Regions from separate parts of the Zea mays genome. Here region 2 is linked to region 1. A link is a contact called in public Hi-C data. All regions are on one chromosome and are shown on one strand. Each heading gives the region's core, a stretch centred on a gene start, on an enhancer-like site or on the middle of the called end of the contact. The rest is flanking DNA. Distances are from core to core; before and after follow the strand shown. Region 1 has its middle 45 kb from the start of LOC109942011. Region 2 has its middle 54 kb from the start of LOC100216730.

What was found. A called contact is a pair of places that touch in the nucleus more often than the background predicts.
Region 2: a contact with region 1 is called in a Hi-C map of ear, with 2.1 times the contacts expected there. The contact joins two enhancer-like sites. A contact is called at or near these places in 2 of 25 Hi-C or Micro-C datasets (ear and leaf mesophyll).

What each region holds. Positions count from the first base shown.
Region 1 is chr8:108,517,850-108,525,643 of Zm-B73-REFERENCE-NAM-5.0, reverse strand. No RefSeq gene overlaps it. Among protein-coding and RNA genes, the nearest start is that of LOC109942011, 45 kb to the right of the region's middle. Within about 2 kb of position 3,978, at least 17 of the 20 cell types and tissues checked have an H3K27ac peak or open chromatin away from gene starts, as enhancers often do. A contact at or near this core is called in ear and leaf mesophyll, where this site is marked.
Region 2 is chr8:108,751,183-108,758,976 of Zm-B73-REFERENCE-NAM-5.0, reverse strand. No RefSeq gene overlaps it. Among protein-coding and RNA genes, the nearest start is that of LOC100216730, 54 kb to the left of the region's middle. Within about 2 kb of position 3,801, at least 18 of the 20 cell types and tissues checked have an H3K27ac peak or open chromatin away from gene starts, as enhancers often do. A contact at or near this core is called in ear and leaf mesophyll, where this site is marked.

The sequences.
Region 1 (7,794 bases), core at 2,729-5,228:
GGCTGGGCTCGGGCGAGGCGTGATCGAGTCCCTCGAATGGACCGATCCCTGACTTAGTCGCACCCATCAGGCCTTTGCAGCTTTGTGCTGATGGGGGTTACCAGCTGAGAATTAGGAGCCTTGAGGGTACCCCTAATTATGGTCCCCAACAGTACTTATCTAGCCAATTCATCCCTAGGATGACATCTATTCACTGAGTACCCATTACTATGAGATTAGCGGGAAACGCTATCCCCCTTATTTCCACACTTACATTCAAGCAAATGCTATCGACTCGAATTCTACCACCGGCTGAGTCAATTTGGATGGGGGTTGACATGGTAGTTATTGGTAGGTTATGTGCTTCTACCCATGATGCAGTAATAAATGAATGTGTTGCTCCAGTATCAAATAACACTTCTGCAATATGGGAGTCGACTGGAAACATACCTACTGTCATACCGTGGGTTTCCTGAACTGCTTCAGCTTCCAAGTGGTTTAGTCTCCCATGGTTATAGTGTGGCTGGGAGCGGTTGCCTGCTCCAGGCTGGGGCACATTCTGCTTTGTTGGGGCACTAGGGCCTGACTGCTGCTGGGCTGCCTTATTTGAACATTGCATCACCCAATGGCCTTGCTCTCCACAGTGGAAACATGCTCTACTTCTGCCTTGGACTAGGGCTGCTTGACTGTTCTGGTTGGTTGCTAGGGCGGGAAGATGAGGTTCCTGCTGATTCTGTTTCTAGAACTGACCTCCTCCTGACTGGTTGTTCTGACGATTCTGCTGCTAGTGCTGGGGGTACTGCCTCTGAAACTGCTGTTGTTGAGGTGGGCGCTGGTTCTGTCTGAACTGCTGAGGTGGGTTGCCTGAGAAACGAGGGCGATTGCTGCTTTTAGGTTGAGTCCACCAATCTTGCACTTGCGATCCTCCATCTCCTTGCGCTTCTTCTCCGTCATGATCGCTCTGTCGATCAGGTGCTGAAATGTGGGGAAGGTATGATTAATCAGCTAATACTGCAGAGGATCAACTAAGCCTCTCAAGAAGCGATACTGCCTCTTGGCGTCTGTGTTGACACCTCAGGAGCATAGCGGGATAGCTGCAAAAACTTGTCTCAGTACTCACTAACGGACATAGGTCCTTGCTTGAGCGCCAGGAACTCCTCCTTCTTCACTGTCATCAGGCCTGCTGGAACATGGTACTGACGGAATCTATCTCTAAATTCTTCCCAGGTGATGGTATCGGGGTTGGCATGGGTGGCGAGATAAGACTCCCACCAAGACTGGGCTGCTCCTCTCAACAGACGGGGACCATACAAAACTTTCTCCCTACCGTCGCAATGGGCGGTGTGCAACTCCCGCTCCATAGTGCATAGCCAATCTTCAACATCCATGGGGTCAGAAGAGTGAGCGAAAACTGGGGGATGACCTCTCATGAATTCAGCACGCTTGTCTCTGGGCATCTAAGGCATCTAAGGCTGAGGTGGTGGTTGCTGCTGCTGCTGAATGGCGGCCAGAGTCTGACCAATGGCTTGAACTGCCTGAGTCTGCATTAAGAACATCTGCTCGATGGTCATCGGGGGCGGTGGTGGCAGCTGCTGATGGGGTGCCTCTTCCTGCGGGGCTGCCTGCTCCTGCTGAGCACGCCTTCCTCCTCTGTGCATGTTGTCTGACATCTGCAGAATGCAATCCCACATCAGAACTGATTTGCAAACCTTGCAGCATAAGAAAAGAGTATAGAATCCTTCCACAACACTGAATAGATGAACATCTTCACTGACTTCCAACACAGGCAAACACTCTCAGATAAAGAGGAAAGTAGAACAAAAGGGCTTCCCAACTAGGTAACTAATTCTATTAACATTTAACAGGTAAACCAAAGTGCAGGGGATACCCACACCCTAGCGACAGTCATTACAAAGATCCAAATCCAGCATAGTTCATCATGACAAACATAAAGGCACATGATAAGCAAACTACCCTGTCTAACTAAGACTAACTAAGAGTAACACTGATGCTAAGACTATAGCTTCTATATATGTTTTTTTGCATTAATTACAAGATCTAACGCTGACGATCTATGGTTCTAAATTTATCTTGGTCCTGCAGTCGGGGTTACCATAAGTATGGTGTCCACGCTGAGGTGAGCGGTATTGGTGCTGAGTCCCGACGGGAGCGGGGGAGCCATCCTCCAGGTGACGATGCTCCGCGCGCTCAGCCCGCAGCTGGGTGATCTCAGCACGAGCCCTACTCAGCTCATCTAATGCATGGTCCAGTTTCGTGTTTAGCACAGCGGCTAGGTTGACTGTGCTGCTCAACCTAGGATTGTCCTCACCAACAGGTGAGACAACCACCCCTCTTGTGCTGCCAGATGGGCGGCGGGGGTAATACTTCAGGTTGAGACCATCAGCTACCCCACCAAGCACTAAGTAGTAGTGCGAAGGCGCACACCGTGCGGCATCTTGCATGGCCGCCTCAGCTGAGTCCCGCTCAGAAATAGAGTAGTGCTCTGAGCAGACCTCCGCACCCCGGAGACTGTTCTCTGGACGGCGCACTAAGCAGGTCGCCTCCCAACGGTCCGGGTAAACCCCGTGACTGTGCTGGAAGACCACACAGCGATACTCGATAGACCAAGTACATCGGTCAAGTGCCCGGCATAGCAAGGTGTCGAGCGCATCGTGAAAGTGACACCCGCGAGCGGCGTCACGGGTGATGGGTTGTAATACCCAAAATTTAGATAACAAAATAGAAGGGAATAATACTTTGTGTAACATGGGTTCTTACTCGTTTTAAAGCATATAAAGGTTCATGATTAATGTAATTAATGTAAGAGATGAACTATAAAGAAGTTAAGCATTCATGCTAGATGTTTTCTTGATTTATACATTTAAAAAAACTAAAACTCTCATTTAGGTTTGAATTTTGGATTAAAAAAAGAAAACCTCTCTGCGGCCGACTGTTTTTTTTTTTTTTGTTCTGGCCCAGAACCACATGGGCTCTCGCTTTCCCCTGGTGCCGTTCAGTGGACCAACTAGGCAATCGTGGCTCACGGCTTTGGCTGGTGCTCAATCACTGAATTGTGGTCCCCACATGTCATCCCTTTCTTCTTTCCTCCTCACCGAAACAAGCGGGCGGTGCCATGAACCTCAGACGGCTGTGGAAACCTGATTCTGGGAGATGGGGCTCCACACCGCGCGGCCTCGCCACCAACAGTGCCTGGGGCCCAGGGATTTATCCGCCTGGTGTATTCCCCTCGCGAAAACTCTCCCAGAGCCATGCACGGAGTTCGTTATGAACTAATCCCGTGAATAAAGCATCTGTCTGGCCAGCTTCTCCTTCACCAGCGTAACAAACCCAACAACAACTGCATGATCACCGTAACTACCTCCTCCATGTATCCGCCCCTGGGTATATTTATTCACCACCGTGACCTCGCGTTGGACATCATACTTATGGTCTGCGCGAATTAACAGATATATAGCAGGTAGAGAAAGAAATAGAGTTTGTCACCGAGGAAGCGTTGTGGTGTCTATGCCATTGGTTAACCTCGGAGTGTAGCTAGGAGGTCCCTCAGATCAAGTCGTGCATGCACCAGAGGATTGCATGGAGCTACGACGGCTAGATAACTGGGAAGATCGTTGTCGAAGCCTCGGTCGTATTCGCGACCACGCGAAGCTATGGACAAACGCTGGCACCAGCACCGGGGTCCGTCCCTACTACCGGTATGATAGCCTTTCCGAGTTTGCCCCTCCTGTTTCATTTTCATCGAGTCGCGCTTAAGTTTGGATGCTAGCATACCGGATGGGCGTGTGCCGGCAATGGCCTCTGCTGTGTACTGCGCGAGCCACCATGGCTGACCGCCGGGAGAAGGAAGAAGCAATTTGAGACGCTGATCTGGTGTTGGACGAGTGAGATTAGAACTAGATGTTTTAAATCAAGGCCGTTGTAGTACATCAGACGGTTCAGGTTGCGCGGTACCCCTTCGGCCAGGCTTTTTACGTGAGAGACCCTCAGGTTTATGATATTGAACCCGCAGTCCACCCTAGCTGTAGCCTGAGCCTTGGGAGTCTTTCGAATTAGACCCTGCATTTCTCTGAAATGCTGCGCGCAGTCCTGTAATTCGAGAAAATAGGGAAAAGGTTTTAGAAAATGAATTTCTAGTGCTAAAATAATTCCAAAACTTATATACTTCATAGAAAATTCATTTTAAATCCTTTTTCATCCATTCTAGTTGCAATAATTTTTTTTGTCTATCACCTAGTAAGTTTATTTTGTTATGAAACCTAAACTAAAATTGTGTACTTAATTTCTTTTGTGCACCAGTGCTAAATCTATAGAAATTCGTAACTTTTTAACCGTAACTCTGATTTGATCCGTTCGAATTGCGTTAGATTCACAATAATATCATCTATACAGTATGACACTAACATTTATCGCACCCCATACTTTTATTTTTAGAAATTTGTCTAGCCTATGTTTAATAGATTAACTCCTCTAAACGAAGTTAACCTATCCATGATTATAGTTTGATTAAAATATGTTCTCTAGTCAAGTTATAATTAAGATTAAAGTTGAATTAATTATTCATAGAATATTATCTCATATGGTGTATACTAATCAATTTATAATATAGTTTAATAGTTAAATCACATAGATCTCCCATAAATCATAACTCCTTAACCATAACTCCAATTTTAGCTATTCTCGAACCCACGATCTTGTAGCTTCGCATAGATTATTATTACGCAGTTTATTCTTATGCTTGGTGTGATGTTAATTTTGCCTATACCATGTTTATTTGTATTGCTACGACTAGCAGTGAGGTCATGTGTCATCTGAAGAGCAAGTTGGTACCTGGAATATCAAGTCCCAGGCAAGTTGTGCCCTTGATCACTTCTTTTACCCAGTCATGTTCTAATTAATCATAATGATCTGCATAGGTTAATTTTGATGGGACCCAACAGGTTACCCTAGTTTGATTATCTTTATACCTTGACTCCACTAAACTTTTTGGGTAGTACCTGCTATTGCTTTATGTGGTTTTGGGTATGAAGATTACACTATTCATGATTATACTTTTGTTATCAGTTGTTATTTATTGTTCATGTTAAGATCATTATGTTAATTGGAACATGGAGAACCACCCGGGAAAACAGTGCTACCACAAGGGTTTATGGACGCCCTTGGCTGATTAACTAGGAAAGCTAGTGGATGACTACCTTAACCGAAAGGGGCAAGGGCAGTAGGGGAGTGGTCAGTGTAGGGATGTCCTTGGTTGATTTTGCTGCGATGGCGGTTAGGCGAGGGATTCCTGCACTGGAGCTTCCTATAAACTGTAGCTGGTTTTCTGAAGCTAGTGGAACTTTGTAAAGGCCTCGTAGTGTTACCCTGTCTCACCTCCTCGGTAGAGGTGTATGGGATTGGTCGTCTCTTGGCAGATGGGTAACATGACTTGTGGGTAAAGATGTGCAACCTCTGCAGAGTGTAAAACTGGTATACTAGTCGTGCTCACGGTCATGAGCAGCTCGGACACTCACATGATTAATATATGGAACTAAATTCAATTTGCCATATGCATTGCATCGCAGGTGATGTTGTTACTTTTGTTCTACTACTTAATTGGGTTGGTATTTACTTATACTTAATAATTGCTAATAAAATTTTGACCAACTTTAAAAGCAATGCTCAGCTCTAACCATCCTCTTTGGTAAGCCTTACACTTCACATGAGCTCCCACCTTTGGCGAGTTCATGCACATTATTCCCCACAACTTGTTGAGCGATGAACGTATGTGAGCTCACTCTTGCTGTCTCACACCCCCTCACAGGTCAAGAACAGGTACCACAGGATGAGGCGCATGGAGGATGCTGCGATGTGTTCGTGAGAGGTCTAGGCCGTCGTCTCCTAGTCAACTTTGGGTTGCTGGACCGTTGTCTCCTTATAATGTAATTATTCATTTATTTTGTATAGAACTCCTGTTATTTAGTAAAGATGTGACATTCGATCCTGTGCCATGAATCATCATATGTGTGAGACTTGGTCCCAGCACACCTGGTGATTATGTTCGCGCCCGGGTCTTGGTGCCCCTAAAACCCGGGTGTGACATGGGTCGGGCAACCCATCCTTCCAGCTCCTGCTCCTTTGAAAGGTCGGTGTTGTGGCTCGAGCTGCTGTCGCCACCTCCGTCGTCTGGGTCTCCTCCAACAGCTACTCCAGTGGCTGGGGCGCTCAGTGGTGGTGCAGGGGGCGCCTCCAGCGGGAGCACAGGGGAGCAGCTCTTCATAGACTCTATCTCCTGCTGAAGCAAGAAAGAAGAGTCCTGCTGCTCCAGCTCCTGTCGTCGACGCTCCTGCTCCTCGTGCAGGCGGTGGTGCAGCCTCTCCAAGTGGCTAGACTGACCAGTCACTGGACGGCGAAGCGGACGCTCCGCGAGACGAGAAGGCAAGAAAGGAATGACTGACTTTCGTGCGGTGTGTCTAAGACGAGCCATCTACAAAAGACACCGTAAGCATAAGAGTGAGAACAGAACTAATATGACCAGCAAGTAGACCATAAATGAATGATGAATTAGAATAAAACAAAATTTTCAGCAAGGTATAATAATATATAGTAGAACATAGGTTTGGTCGATATGACCAACTTTTGAAGAGATACCAAAGTCAAGGTGATAATAGGGGTCTATAATCCTTAGAACGACCATTCTATTCTAGGTTAGCGGTCCTACAGTCAGCACGGCTTTGATACCACCTATGTCACACCTGGTTTTAGAAGGCAAACCGAATGCGAACCATGTACGTGCCAGGATCAGCAATTCACGTACACAGCAGTTACATAACTGGATATCATCACACAGTGCTAAAATAATGACATAAAAGAGGGTATAATAGTCGATTACATCATGATGTCCGAGACATCCACATAGTCTTTTAATAATAACCAAAGTGCGGAAAAGAAACGTAGATACACACGGCCTACACAGGCAGCCGACTGGGGGTTTGCCGCTAACCCACGCCTAAAACTCATCATACTCCTAGAACTCTTGGAAGTCTTCCTCCACGGCTTCATCTTCTCCTGAGAAGTGGTTGCAACGCGGACAACCTGGGGGGTTTGGTGTGTAAAGCAAGGGTGAGTACACATCAACATACTCAGCAATATGTCCCGTTTGGCTGTAGTGGACTAGCTTTATGTGGAGTTAAGTCAAGCAGTTGCTTTTAGTTGGTCAGGTTATTATTTACTAGTAGAAAGCCAGGTTTTAGCATTAACCCAAGTTATTAACCCGGATGTACCCTTTCCAAACGGAAAGAATACCACTTACCATTACCATAAGCATAATCATAACCATCCTCCTCATCGCCACCTATAAATCATACATCTCTGATCAAGTATCTCTAATCAATGGAGCTCCCTTGACCGCTCATAACCGCGAGCACGGCTGATATATCAGTTTCATAACACTCTGCAGAGGTTGCGCACTTTACCCACAAGCCGTGATTCCCTCTTGCCTCGGGCCGATCAAACCCTTTAATACTACCAAGGTGAATAGGCAGGGTCTAACTACGTAGCCTTTACAAAGATTTCCTGGGGTTGTAGCCGCCCGTTAGGTTTCCTAAATGCACTGCACTCCTCCCCAAAGGGCGAACCAACCTTGGCAGAGCGAGCCGCATACACCGAGCCCCATTAACGACACGACAGAGAAGCGAACTACACCCCAGTTCCTCTAATTACTCACCTAAGGGCGTCCCACTCCACCCTCATGGTTGCACTGTTTTCCCGGGCGGTCATCCAACGAACAGGTCCTTACGGAGAGGCACTCGAGAAATA
Region 2 (7,794 bases), core at 2,552-5,051, 230 kb before region 1:
GCACGGGCATTCAGCTAGTACACGGTAGAAGGAAGAAGATAAAAGAAAACAAAGCTATTAGTATGTTATATTATTAGTTATTAATTATGATGGCAAGATAAATTTTGGCAAGAGCTAATATATTGATCAGCGCATGTTTTGTGTGTTAAATAGGGTGGCGTAGTGCTAATTATCATATTTTAGTTTTAATCTATACTACTTATTAAGAAGGTAAGAGTAGTCTGCCCTCCCCCGTTCCGCGCGCAGAAAAAAAAATTAAACCATGGCTGCTCAGGAATTGAACCTTGGATCTATTGAGTAGAATGCCTAGCCTTCCACCCTCTAACCAACATGACTCATGTTGAATTGTGTACAACTTCAACTAAGACTTTATTTGTGTTTAACCCGCCGTCCACTCTGTATGCTCACTGAGTCTAGAAAAACATTTATAGCTTGGTCCCTGATCTTTCTGGAATTTGGGACGCAGTCCAGGAAATAAAGAAAATAGGGAAAAGGAGTTTAGAAATTGATTTTTAGTTTAAAAATAATTGCAGAAACTCATTTAATTCATGGAAATTTCATATTAAATCCAAATAAGTTCATTCCAATTTCTATAATTCTATAATATTATTTTTTATCACATAATACCTCTGTTTTGTCATGAAAACAACAATAAAATTGATTTCCTAATTAATCTTATATCAAATACATAGAAACTTTGGAAATTCATAACTTCCCCATTTTAATTCTAAATTGAACCGTTTCAGTTGTGTTAGTCTCGTATGAATATTTACTACGCAGTAACAACATTGATTATACCATGTTTCATACTTTTATAATTAGATATTTATTTATCCTATGTAATTGGGTTAATCTATGTCTATTGGATTAATTTATTTAATATATTAATATAGTATTCTAACTTTATGGTTATACGATGTTAGACCATTAGTCTTGCAAACACACACACTTATCTTTTTGTTTAAGCAAAAGCGTATGGTGGTACGTGTCCGATGACTAACGATGTACGAGGGAATTTCTTCCGGTATGTGTGAAACGTGCTCTCGAATAATGAGACCATGCAAATCGTGACATATATCAAAGTCTGCATGATACTGATGGTTGCAATGTAGTGGTGAAACAGATAGATTATAAATAACAAAATTTATGTATGTCCAGAATCACAAATTGATTATGAAACATTTTTTCATAACGGTATAACACATATTTTGTATATAAGTTATCGTAGTATACTGGTATTATATATTCCCGTTGCAACGCACGGGCATTCAGCTAGTACATGGTAGAAGGAAGAAGATAAAAGAAAACAAAGCTATTAGTATGTTATATTATTAGTTATTAATTATGATGGCAAGATAAATTTTGGCAAGAGCTAATATATTGATCAGCGCATGTTTTGTGTGTTAAATAGGGTGGCGTAGTGCTAATTATCATATTTTAGTTTTAATTAATGATTGTAATGACAACATCAGTGTCATTGAATATTTATTGGTGTCTAATTTGTTGTGATTATTTTTAAATATTAAATATAGTTAGCTAACTATTCTTATCATATCCACTTCTATTCACCCAACCCAACCAAATAGGGAAATAGCTCATGCATCCCATCCTATAACCAAACACATAATAGGGCCCTAAAACCATTGCTTGCAATTATTGCGGACTTGCGGTACATGCACATGCCCGGATGACACTCACCAGTCACCTATATACAATCCACCTTCAAAAAGACACATGGCCCTTCCTTGCATGCATCTGCCATTTTCTCTTTTTTTCCCCTTTTGGACGACATCTATATTTGGACCAGAAACAGTTCATGGAGGATTGGAAGTAGTTGTCAATTGGATTGCTTACCATTTGGATTTGGATGGACAACATTTGCATGACTTGTTTGTTGGTTCATGAATAATATTATATATAGTACAGTAGGCTTTTAGTTTTAGGCTGCAAAATCTAGATAAATCAGCACCGGTCCGGGCTATGACGCCTACACCAACCAACTTACTCATGCCAGGATAAAAGATTTGAAGGCCAAGGAGGCCCTAATCCAGGTCAGGTCAGGTGGTGCTAGCTGTGCACGGCTGAAGGCTCATGATGAATGTTGTTGGCACGGATCGTGAGCGAGAAATCTGTTTCTACATAAGAAGCTACGTATTCTGAACAAAAAATGGACGTAAAACAGACTTGAAAGGGTGGTAGACTGTGATAAACAAAGCGCGCGCAATCATTTCTGAATTGTAAGGTAGAAGACCATCAACAGTCCGCATCTTTTCCATAGGCTAACAGGTTGACTAAAATTTAGTACTTATCACGTCAGAAGTTCGAATACTAATTATGAGTATTAAATATAGTCTAATTACAAAAATAATTACATAGATAACGATTAAACGACGAAACAAATTTATTAAACCTAATTCTATACTATATTTTAGTTGGAATTTATTCCCGTGTCTTCCTCTCACGCACATTGCCAGAAAAATAAAAAACAGATTATACGGGATTAAACAGATTAAACGGCATAAACGACCTAAACAGTTATCTACTTAGTAGCATTTAAACGGCGTTTAAACGAGCGTTTAAATGACCGTTTAGGATAACAGTGGTAATCCATAATTAACAAATGTTTATGCAGTATCTAATTAGGCTTAACATATTCGTCTTACCATTTACTCCTTATATGTATAATTAGTTTTATAGTTAGACTATATTTAATACTTAAACTAGTATTTAAATATCCGATGTGATGGAACTAAAATTTAATGAGTTGAATCTAAACGAGCTCTAAATATTGGCACACAAATTTGGAACAAAAACAAAAACGTAGACAGTGGATTATTCAGTTTAATAATAAAGATGTTGGTCTTGCCATCCGACGAGACATTAACCTCACCAGAACACGCAGGAAGGTGGTGGAGGAGGCAACAGGTCTACTATGCGAGATGCGGCCGCCATCGATGCCCCCATGAGCAACAAAAACGAAGGTATATCTACCTACACCTCCCATTAGATTAGATGATCTACTCACCATCAATTTTTTTCCCGACACGAATTGGTATTCAAATCGATCTTAGGCACCACAGAACGTAATAACGAAAATGAATGCGATATCAGACGAGACGAGACATGCATGTGTACGTGAAGACTGAAGAGCAATCCAAACCAATATAACAATAAATATAACCCACACGTGCTATAATCAACGACATTCTAAAGCGTCTTACAAAGAATCGGTCAGGTGAGTATACGTGACAACGAGTCGACGACGACGATGTCTGAATCAAACGTGCACGCGTCCCCGCCTGCCCTCTAGTAACGTCGTTACCTAAAGGACAACTGTGCCTGTGGCTATAGTAGCATGACACGTCACAAGGTTGTATATATACTAGCCATAGCTAGCATGGCAGTAGCCATAGTTAGTTAATTAAATAGTAATAACTATGTACGTAACATTTACGTGTTTGAACTTTCGTTTTTTCCTTCTTCTTTTTGGAGCTGTTATTAACGACGATACGAGGCACGCACATGCCGGTCCACCAAAGCCTGCCTGCCTGCTGAGCTGGACGTACCTGTCTGTCCCGCTGAAATATCCCGTCCCGGACCGTGTTCTGGAGGCAAGGACGGGTCGCCGGACAAGGTTGGCAGCAACGTACGAGACGAGACGGATGCGGACGACGGGACGAAACGGGCTCTGCGCCGAGAAAGCGACGCGCGCGCCAGCGGGAGCTCGAAACGTGTCCGCGTCTACCCCCACATGCACGCAGCGCAGCCATCCTCTCCCTCCTCGTCGCCACCGCGACCGCCACTGCTGCGCCCGCCCCGCCGGGTACCAGTACCACCCCTACCACCAGGCTACCACCCGCAACTCCCTCTAATGGCAGGGGAAGGGAAGGGGAGAGAGAGAGAAGTCAAGGCTGGCCCTCGTGCTGCTTGCTTATCTACTCCTCCACTCCACATGCCAGTACAGTACTGGTGCAACGCTTATCTATCCACTCCTGCGCTATGCGTGGTTGGATAAGAGAGAAAAGGAAGAGACAGTAGTACTGTACTGTAGCGCTGAACAGGCGTGGTCCAAGACCTGTGCCAGTGTATGGTCCACGACCGAGCCGACAGAAAGAGCTCAGCTCACAAGTCTGACAATGCATCAGACTAGTCATCAATTAATCCACTAGTTTGCTACTAAACTTAAATCTAGATGACCAAAATTTCTCATATACAGTTAGTTCAAAATTAAGATTGTTTAACTTGCACGTGTTTTAGATATTGATTTATTTAAGAACGAAGGGAGTAGTTATCTAAGTTTTAGACTCAGGTATCTAAACAGGTACGGTGGACTAAACCTGAACTGATTGTTACTTCTCAACCCAAATAGCCCGTAGCTCATTAGTTGGTAAATGTAAATTAATTTAGTTTAAAAGGCGCACATGATTTTTTTATGGAAAAAGTCTCCATGTTTTTAGTTCACTTTTAGTCTATATGTTTTCTTTACTATATAATCACCAGTTTTAACAGTCGTCTCGCGCCATACTTTTATAAGGAACCACTTTTATTTGTTTGAAATCAACCCGCAACTTTCTGCCTCACCCGAAGGAATAGACGGATGGACAGCTCATAGAACACACACACATCCTCCCTTTCTCTCTCTACTATCTACGACTCTAATCTCCTTCCCCTACCTATTCGCCACCCCTCTCTCCTGCCCCTCCCCTGCCGCCGCCCCACGGCCGACGCGCTGCCTCCGTCTCTCTCTTCCCCGCTGCCATGACAGGCAGATTGTCGAATCCGCACTGGTAAAGGGAGATTTTGATTGTCTGGCCGTGTTAAGGCTCGCTTGATGTCATCCAAACCGTCCCAGCGGTGCAATTCGAGAAGATCTCGTAGAGGGAGCACGGATTTTGAACTCAGAAGGTGGGGTTTCTCTGCTCCAGATTGAGCCCGTGGAGAGGTCGTGTCATGGGCTCATGGCCCTGCCTCCTCGGTGGCTGGCACGCGTCATCTCCTAACTCACTCCCTCGGCGTGTGTAGGTCTTCATGGTTATGGTGGCCACCCACACATCCTATCCTTTCTATCTGCTGGTGAGGCCACACCTGGTAGGTCAGCTAACAAGTTTCACAACAACACTGTGCACCATTTTCGGCGACCAAGCTTATTTTCGGCGGCCAGTGTCAGCCGCCGAAAATAGCAGCTTATTTTCGGTGGTCAAGCTCTGGCCGCCGAAAATTAAGCTTTTAAAATGGCCGACCAAATCCTTCTTTCTCCGTTTCTTCCTTCTTCTCTGTCTCACGCGACCGGCCGCCGCCTGCCGCGCGCAGCACCCGCGTCGCCGCTCCCCGGGCCGCCCAGCTCTCGTGCCGCCGCTCCTCGGCTGCCCCCACGCCGCCCAGCGCCCCTAGCGTCGCCCGCCCGCCCCCGCCCAGCGCCGGCCGCCCGAGCCCGCCGCCGCCAGCGTCGCCCCGAGCCGCCACCGTTCTAAGCTTCCATCGACCGGCCGCGGCCAAGCCCTCCTCGTGCAACCACTCAGCCGTCGTCGCCAAGCTCTTCCCCATCGAAAGGTATTTTTGCGTTTTTATTCCATATTTTTGGCGGCCGTTATTTACTTGCCGCCGAAATTAGTATATATTTGTAATTGTGTTTGTTTGATTAGTGTGTGTGATTAGTACTATTGTTTAGTTCGATTTCATTAATGTATTAGTGGTTGTGGTGTAGGGATTAGGGGTATATTGTATTTAGGCATTAATTTCATATTAATATGTGGTACTATTATATTATTAGTTTTAATAGTACATTATATTGGTACGTATAATAGTTGCATTATTAGTGTATGTGCTACTTAGTTTGATTTGATTAATAGTATATCATTCTTTGTTTTATATATAAGTAATATATTGTTTAGTGGCAGCGAGGTTATGGTGCCGAATTTTTTTGGTTCCTGCTAGCTTGCTGTAGGTTTAGAACCTATCCTTGCCTATACATATAGGACCGATAACCTTGACGAAGTTGAATAATGTTTTCACGATATGGTTTGGTTTTTTGTCATGACTTCCTTGTTTTTTGTCATGCAGCCAATGGGATGACACGTCTTTCGACGGTCGAGGTCACCATAGACAGGTTAATCAAGTCTTAGGTAACCTCTGTCGTCTACATAATCCAGGAATTGTCACTGACCCGAAAGGTGTGGTGGTTCCTTGCACTAGCTGGTCGCACTTCGCACTAGCTCCACATGCTACATATGGAACAGCTCAAGGCGCCGTCAAGCACGACTTTTAGGTAAGAGTAATGTTTCAAACTAACATTTTATGATTTGTTTCAAACTAAATTTATTTTCGATATTGGACAGAGACGCTATCGTGTGGAACCTGAGGCTCAAGAGCATGCAGACCGAGTATTAGAGAAAAATGCGAAGAAGGTGTGCAGGGATGCATTTTCCAATGCTCGCCTACAGGTTGTGGACGTGTACATGAAGTGCCGAGGGCATTCTATCAACAACTTTCGACAATATTCGGATGTCTACTTGACTGTAGACCAGTATATGGAGGTAAAAATCTAATTTAGCTGCTCATTCAGACGTGAATGTAATTTTGAGCTAACGCTTTAGATGCAGGTAACTCTTCCATGGATGGAACATCGGCCACAGGCTTACAAGGCTTTGTGTGAGATATGGGCTTCGCCAGAGTGGATTGAGAAGTCAAACAGGAATCGACATAGGCAGCGCCATCAGCAGGACGGGGATGATGATGAGGTCGTAGTCAACCATACCTATGGGGCTGATGGACACATTCGGTTGGCGAAGCGAATGGTGAGTATGTAGTATTCTGTTTTACTTAGAAATGAAACCGGTTTAAATTCATATATTTGCAGGAGGCTCAAACTGGAGTTGTCCCGAGCCCGATCGATGTTTATAGGAGAGGGCATAGAGCGAAAAACAGTGAAATCTCCGATGAGCTATGTAGTCAAGCGGCCGTTGAGCGTATGCTTAGTTGTTGTTAGGATTAATGTTTTCTTGCCATATAGCTATAAATTACATGTGTGTTGAACCTTCATATTGTATTACAGGAGACATACGAGCAGAAGATGGTTAGGAAGTATGAAGAAGACTGCGTGTAAGGCCCAAAATCCTTATATAAAAAATATAAATAATAAAATAAATATATGAAGAAATAAAATAGTAAATTCAGATATCTCAAATTATCCTTGAGTGTTGAAATTGAGGACTGAATTTTGAAAACCAAGATTTTTTTTAGAAAAGAAGTAATAGAAAAGTGTTCTATTCAACTAAATAATTATGCATACATTAAACAATGCACCATAAGCATTTATTTACATGAATATCTAATTTTGAAGCAACTTTTACTTCTTACCCCATATTCAAAATACAATTTTTCTAAAAAGAAAGAAGACAATATGAGTGTATCTCATATTTCAAACATCTATCAAACAAATAAATTGATTAGAATAAATGGATTCTACTATATCATGATTAATCTGAAGTGCAAAATATCAACAAAGAATTGAGTTCAATTGTGAAATGAAAGTAAAGAGGAGAAAATACTAAACAAATGAGGTAAAATGAAATAGATAAATAAAAATATATTTCTTTACACTAATATTTGAATTTGGTACATTTTGATCCATGGTGAGTGTTGGGGACTTGTTCTCAAATGCTTCGAATTAAGAACAAGGCAACATAAAATGTTAAATGTTAATGACCTTTGTCCATTAAAGCATTATCTCCCCAGGGACACAATGCACTTCGGACGAAGGTCATGAGCAAAGATTACGAAGGTCATATACCTTCG